2 separate regions of the Sus scrofa genome follow, and region 1 is linked to region 2. A link is a contact called in public HiChIP or PLAC-seq data. All regions are on one chromosome and are shown on one strand. Each heading gives the region's core, a stretch centred on a gene start, on an enhancer-like site or on the middle of the called end of the contact. The rest is flanking DNA. Distances are from core to core; before and after follow the strand shown.

Region 1 (3,440 bases), core at 664-3,163, 210 kb after region 2:
CGCCGCACTCCTTTGCATGCAACTATCCCCAAAACGTGTTCTACGTGACACTGATTCTAAGGTATGTGAGTGGTGTTGCTTGATAAAAGTTCTGTGATGATGCAGATTTAGAACACAGAGTCTACATACAGCAAAACTGCCCCGCTCCCCTGCGCAGGAGTTCTCAGAGCTCTTCATGTGCTAACGTTTATCCTGACTCTCCATGGGGTAATGCAGCAGTTGGTTTCCCAAACTTATTTGGCCGTGGGATTCTTTTCCCATGGGGCATTTCAAAGTATGTGTTTCACAGTGAGAACTATTGCTTCAACAGCTTTCCATTGTCTATAGGACACAAAATTCCTTAGTACAGGACTGAGAAGATGAACGGTGAAGCCAGATTACCTGGGTCCAAATTATGTGTGCCATTTACTTAGTGTATGACACTGGGCAAATTATTTTTCTCCATGATATTACTTCATCTATACTATGAGGATAATAACACAGCATGGCATAGGGTTCTTGTAAGGATTAGTTATTATTAATAGTACATGTAAAGTGCCTAGCACCTGGTAAGTGCCCAGTAAACATTAGCTGTTTTCTTTTCTCTTCCTCCCTCCCCTCTTTCCCTTCCTTTCTGTGCTGGCAGCATTTGGAATTTCCTGGGCCAGGGACTGAATCCAAGCCACCCACAGCTGTGGCAATACCAGATCCTTTACCCTACTGCACCACATAGGATCAAACCCTGCAGTCAGACTTTTTTTTTTTTCTTTTTAGGGAGGGTTGCACCCTCGGCATATAGAAATTCCCAGGCTAGGGGTCAGATTGGACCTGGAGCTGCTGGCCTATGCCACAGCCACAGCAATGCAGGATCCCAGCCTCGTCTCCAACCTACACCACAGCTTTTGGCAAGGCCGGATTCTTAACCCACTGAGCAAGGCCAGGGATCAAACCCTTATTCTCTTGGATACTAGTTGGGCTCTTAACCTGCTGCACCACAACAGGAACTCCCTGCAGTCAGATTCTTAACTCACTGGAACTCCTAGCTATTTTCTAATTCATGGTCTTCCCACATCTGTCTTTTCTATCCTCACCTCCTCTTATAAAGGTAGTCCAGACTTTTAACTAGTTTTAGATCCTGGAACTAGGCTTTTGCCTCTGGTGCTGTTCTTCCCTTTGCCTGAAATTCTTCTTTCCTTCCCATCCTTTCCTCCTGTTTATCTCCACCTTTTTTTTCCCCTCATATTTTCCCAGACCGACTTGTGCATCTGCACATTCAACACATTTATCACGTGGCTACTAGTACCTGGCATTTTTGGAGAAGTCAGACGTATCATAATGTTTAACTCCTTGACTGCCTGCACATACCAAGGAGTCAAGCTCCTGGTTATTGCTCTGAACCTTTCCGTGGGGTCCTGCACAGAGTTTCACCCTGTTCCCTCATGCAATTTTCCCTGCCAGATTTTAAACTGCTGCAGTCTTTCGTTTTTTTATCTTCAGCTCCTAGAATAGTTTTTGGCACGATAACATACACCCAGTACGTATGTGTTGGTTGGACACATGCATTTGTCTTGGTCACTGTGCCAGGCTCTCCATTGCCCGCCCTGATCTGAGACCGGGTGCTCTCCTTTCTGGGGCTTACTTTCCCTAACGTAGAACTGGCAGAGTACAAGCGGCCTCACCGCGCAGCGCTGGCTGCTTGGCACAGGGACGGAGCTGTCTAGGCTGGCTCGCCGCGGGCGCGCACTGCGGCAACGCGATCCAAAGTTCCTGAAAATGACTGCGGGAAGAATGCGCTGTCCCCTGCCCGCCTGCCGACCCCGTACTCACGCTGCGCGCTGCAGTTGCCTCAGCAAGTGTGCTACCCGGGCGCGAGCGGCAGCGGCCATGGCTGCACCGTTTCCCTCCTCGGGGCCCCGCCCCCACCGCCGGCCAATCCGTGCCGCTGGCTTCCCCTCCGCCCCCTCGGCCGCGCCCGCCCACCCGCTCCGCTGGGTCTCGCGCCCCCCACAGCAGCCCTCCGGCTCCAGGCCATTCTCCCACGAGGCGGAACTACGACTGCTCCAGCTGCAGGGTCTCACCCTCCGCCTTTGAAATTGCCATGCAGGTAACTGTTTAGGATACTTCCCCAAGTCTCTGTGTAAATCCTCTTTGTCACTAGTCGGAGACCTGGGAAATGTGGAGAAAGAGCATTCTTTTCCACTCTGACTCCTTTAAAATGCTATGTTGCCTTCTGCCCCCTGTCCTAGCAGAAACACTATCGATGGCACAGCTCTTTATCAGAAAGTTATCTTAAGACAGTAACAATTGAACATATTTTTATTAACCCATTATGAAATCTGAATTAATCCTTTCTTTCATAGCAATTTCTACAACTTTGTAAAAAGGGAACAACACTGAAAAAAAGACAAAACGAACTCCCAATTCTAATTTCCTATCAATTGTCAGACCAAAAACCAAGAGTAGAGTGGCTCCCTAGAGCTCTAACAGCAGAAAAAAGCCCCCTCCCCCCATTCTAGATTTACTGTTAATTTTCAGGAGATATTTAGGAAGGTGAGTTACTGAAATCAATTAAGGAAAGAAACCCAGGATAGCTGTAAACATTTCATCTCCTAATTAAACCAGCTCAAGTCAATGTGACAAATGAATCTAAAGATAATAATGTTCCAAGGTTTTTGTGGGTTTCTCTCTTCCCCAAACAGATCCCACTTGAAGCTTTAAAAGAACTGGAGACATAAATGTTGATAAAAATTTAAGTATAAAATTAGGATTAATTAAGATTGCATTATTTAGTGAAGCACAAATTTATCAGCTAGAGCAAATTAATGTTTTCAGTGTTCAAAGAGACACCAGTTGTACACTTTCAATAATATATCAGGTATCAAAAGGAGCATGAGTTTTCCTAATAAAGCGGTCTTGCTAACGTCATAAGTTAGCTGGTGGATATCTTCTAGAAAGTAAATGAAAATAATCTGTAACACGTATCCAGGTCACTGGCTTTACTTAAAACTTACAAAATTTGAAAGCAATATTAGATCCAGACATACCTTTATTAAATGGCCTTTACAACAGTTCTGAAAATGTAACCTTGTAATCTTTTTGTTCCCCCACTTTGATAAATACAGAAGCTTGTTATCAAAACAATGCTAAAAGTCTTTGAAATATGACCTCCCTCACACCACATACAAAGTTTACAAGGAAAAAAAAAGTCTGTTTAAAAACAGAACTCACTCCTAATTTCGACCAAATTCTTTCCCTAATTCGTATAGCCTTAAATACATCCTTTAATCTTCAGCCAAAGTTTTGGTTGTGGGAAATAACATTAATTTGTCCTGTGCAATATTTACATACTATTTTCAGAGGAGGGCAAGGCTGTCCCTTTAACTTCAAGCTCAGTGAAGGCAGGGGCCACATCTTTGGTGTCCCCCTACAGTGCCTAGATGTCAACATTAAGTACAGTTCTT
Region 2 (3,409 bases), core at 542-3,041:
TGTAGGCTGGCAGCTACAGCTCCGATTAGACCCCTAGCCTGGGAACCTCCATATGCCGCGGGAGCGGCCAAAAGAAATGGCAAAAAGACAAAAAAAAAAAAAAAAAACCTAATAAGATAAACTGTTCCCTTGGCAACTACAAAATTTGAGTGGCCTCAGGGACTGCACTGATGTATCTATTTTGTGCCAAATGTTTCAGAAATTTTGAGGCAGTTCACTTATCTAAAGTCTCAGAAAGCAAGAATTTTCAGAATGATAACTGAAGGGGCTGGCTGTACAATATTAAGATAATACTAGCTTTCAATTAACATATGAATGTGTTTTGCATGAAGAGGCAGTTACCCAGCACACAAGTAATAAAACAGGTCTGTGGCCCCCCTCAAGGTAAACATTCCTACAGCCCCATTAAACGGAAACCCTGAGACCTAACTAAAGGTCTGAGCTTAAGAACTCTTTTTTTTCTCTTGCAGGAATAAATGTAAAAAGCCCTTGCTGGCTCTGAGATAGCCTGCTGATTTGACTTTGGACAAGCCATTTAACTCCTTTTGGTCTGTTTCCAGACCCAATATCTTTTGGTAAAGGTATTACAGGTGTGAGGATGAAATAATATATGTGAATGTAAACTATAAATAGTATCCATAAGTTAGTTACTATTTTATATAGTACTGTCCTAAGCTTTCCTATGTCCTGGTCTGTAAAATGGGAACAGATCTAGGTCTGAATGCCTGTGAACTTGAGCAAGTCATTTCCTTTCTGGACGTGTTTCCTAACAAGGTTATTATTATATTATGAAGATCAAATGATATCGTGTATGTAAATGCTGTGACAGGCATATATCAAGAACACAATAAATGATAGCTGTTATGACTCTGCGAGTAGGACTGGAAGACACAAACAATATCTATAGTTATTGTACATATGTATATTATTGTATGTATATTATACATACATATATGTATATTTAAATATGTACATATAAAATATGTATATTGGTAAAGGGCTTAGGTATATTTAAACTCTATACACATCCAAGGTATTGTTATCTGTACTGCAAACTGCAAAGACGTACACGGAACGAGGAAACAAATGGCGCCTCAGTGACCCTCTTTCCCAGAGAGTAGAAAAAAGGCAGACAACGGGGCTGAAGAGCCTCAGTGGCTTGTAACAGAGATAGGAATGAGAAGAGAGGAGTGTAACAACAAAAAAAAACCTGGAGAAACACTCCGAGAATTAATACACCATTCCCACCCTTTTCCTCTCGTGACCTCCAGCCTAGACTAGACCATTTCATTTAACTTCCCAGCCCGCCATGTCGCTGGACATTTATTTACTGTACCTTCTTCACTGAGTGGCTTTCATTCCCCTCCCCTTCTAGGAGTCTTGAACTTCAGACCCTCGGCTTCCGAGACCCATTCCCTTTAACTCTGTTTTTAACCAAGTTTCCCTGTATCCTCCCCTCCGTCTAAGGGGGAAGTGAGGCTGGTCGCACCGCAGGGCATCCTGGGAAATGTGGTCTCTCATACTCATTTTGCTTGGGCCCCAAAGTGAGGAAGACGACAAAAGAGATACAGTAAAAACTACAACTCCCGGCAGGCAACGTGAGTGACAGTCTTCCTTTCTGTCCCCGTTCCGATAGCCTTCCTCTTCCTCCTCTCCGCGGGCGCTGAAACGCTTACCCTCACGGTATTTGTAGTTCTTCGCGGCCCTAAGATCCTACCTCTTGAGGGCTAGGAGAAGGCTGAAAAACTCTAATTCCCAGAGGGTAGAGCGGCAGCTGCGCCTGCGCAGTCTCAGCGAGGGCGTGTATGTCTGTGTGTCTGAGGGAGAGAGAGCGAGAGTGAGTGAGTGTGAGTGCGGGGTAGGGTGGTGGCCGTTACGTTCGGGGCAACGGCTACGGCAGTGGAGAAGTAAAAAGAGAAACAACGTCCAGCGCTTCCGCCTTCGCTTAGGAGGAGGAGGAGGAGCTGGTAGGGAAAGGAAAGTGATTCGCCCTGGGCCTGGACTAGACCGAGTCGGGCCGGCGGGGGTCTGGGCTATGAGCCTTTGAGGGTCGCTTGGGTCGCGGAGCGAGACTCGAGAACCGAGAGCGATGTCTCAGCCGCCGCCGCCGCCTCCGCTGCCGCCGCCGCCTCCTCCCCCAGAGGCTCCGCAGACTCCGCCGTCCCTGGCGGCGGCGGCGGCGGCTGCTCCGGGGGGGCTCTCGAAGCGGAGAGACCGGAGAATCCTCTCCGGGAGCTGCCCGGATCCGAAGTGCCAGGCGCGCCTGTTCTTCCCGGCCTCTGGTTCTGTCAGCATCGAGTGTACCGAGTGCGGACAGCGGCACGAGCAGCAACAGCTGCTGGGGGTGGAGGAGGTGACTGACCCGGACGTAGTGCTACACAACCTGCTGCGGAACGCGCTCCTCGGGGTGACAGGGGCACCCAAGAAGAACACGGAACTGGTAAAGGTGATGGGCCTTTCCAACTACCACTGCAAATTGTTGTCGCCCATATTAGCTCGCTACGGAATGGACAAGCAGACAGGCCGGGCTAAACTGCTCCGGGATATGAACCAGGGCGAACTGTTCGATTGCGCTTTACTGGGTGACCGCGCCTTCCTCATCGAACCGGAGCATGTGAATACGGTGGGATATGGCAAGGACCGCTCCGGAAGCCTCTTGTATTTGCATGACACTCTTGAGGACATCAAGCGGGCCAATAAAAGTCAGGAATGCCTCATTCCAGTGCATGTGGATGGGGATGGACACTGCCTGGTGCATGCTGTGTCCCGGGCTCTGGTAGGCCGGGAGCTCTTCTGGCATGCCTTGCGAGAGAATCTTAAACAGCACTTCCAGCAGCACCTGGCCCGATATCAAGCCCTGTTCCACGACTTCATTGATGCCGCTGAGTGGGAGGACATTATCAATGAGTGTGACCCTCTGTTTGTACCACCTGAGGGTGTTCCCTTGGGCCTGAGGAACATCCACATATTTGGTCTTGCCAATGTGTTACATCGCCCTATTATTCTGTTAGATTCTCTCAGTGGCATGAGAAGCTCTGGGGATTATTCTGCCACCTTTCTGCCAGGGCTCATCCCCGCAGAGAAGTGCACTGGGAGAGATGGTCATTTGAACAAACCAATCTGTATTGCATGGAGTAGCTCTGGTAGAAACCATTATATCCCCTTGGTAGGCATAAAAGGGGCTGCTTTGCCTAAACTGCCTATGAATTTGCTTCCTAAAGCATGGGGTGTACCTCAGGACCTTATTAAGAAGTACATCAAACTTGAGGAGGATGGTGGTTGTGTTATTGGAGGAGACAGAAGTTTGCAAGATAAATACTTACTTAGGCTTGTTGCTGCTATGGAAGAAGTCTTTATGGACAAACACGGTATCCATCCTAGTTTGGTGGCTGACGTCCACCAGTATTTC

Evidence for each region. HiChIP or PLAC-seq counts read pairs in DNA pulled down with a chosen protein or histone mark.
Region 1: a contact with region 2 is called in an H3K27ac HiChIP or PLAC-seq map of alveolar macrophages. The contact joins the promoter of ADHFE1 here to the promoter of VCPIP1 in region 2. A contact is called at or near these places in 2 of 5 promoter capture datasets (fetal liver and liver), 4 of 47 Hi-C or Micro-C datasets (embryonic fibroblasts, epiblast stem cells, fibroblasts and 1 more) and 2 of 2 datasets of contacts at active chromatin or transcription factors (alveolar macrophages and skeletal muscle).

Annotation. Positions count from the first base shown.
Region 1 is chr4:68,283,523-68,286,962 of Sscrofa11.1, forward strand. ADHFE1 (hydroxyacid-oxoacid transhydrogenase, mitochondrial) reads right to left here and starts at 1,914. Exons shown (of 14, transcript XM_003125603.4): 1 at 1,807-1,914. The coding sequence starts at 1,865. It overlaps RRS1 (ribosome biogenesis regulatory protein homolog), which reads right to left. Exons shown (of 1, transcript XM_003125604.4): 1 at 2,281-3,440. LOC110260284 (a long non-coding RNA gene) reads left to right here and starts at 1,967. Exons shown (of 3, transcript XR_002343277.1): 1 at 1,967-2,083.
Region 2 is chr4:68,071,612-68,075,020 of Sscrofa11.1, forward strand. VCPIP1 (deubiquitinating protein VCIP135) reads left to right here and starts at 1,792. Exons shown (of 3, transcript XM_003355045.4): 1 at 1,792-3,409. The coding sequence starts at 2,090. LOC100521447 (serine/threonine-protein kinase Sgk3) reads right to left here and starts at 1,481. Exons shown (of 17, transcript XM_021089284.1): 1 at 1,337-1,481.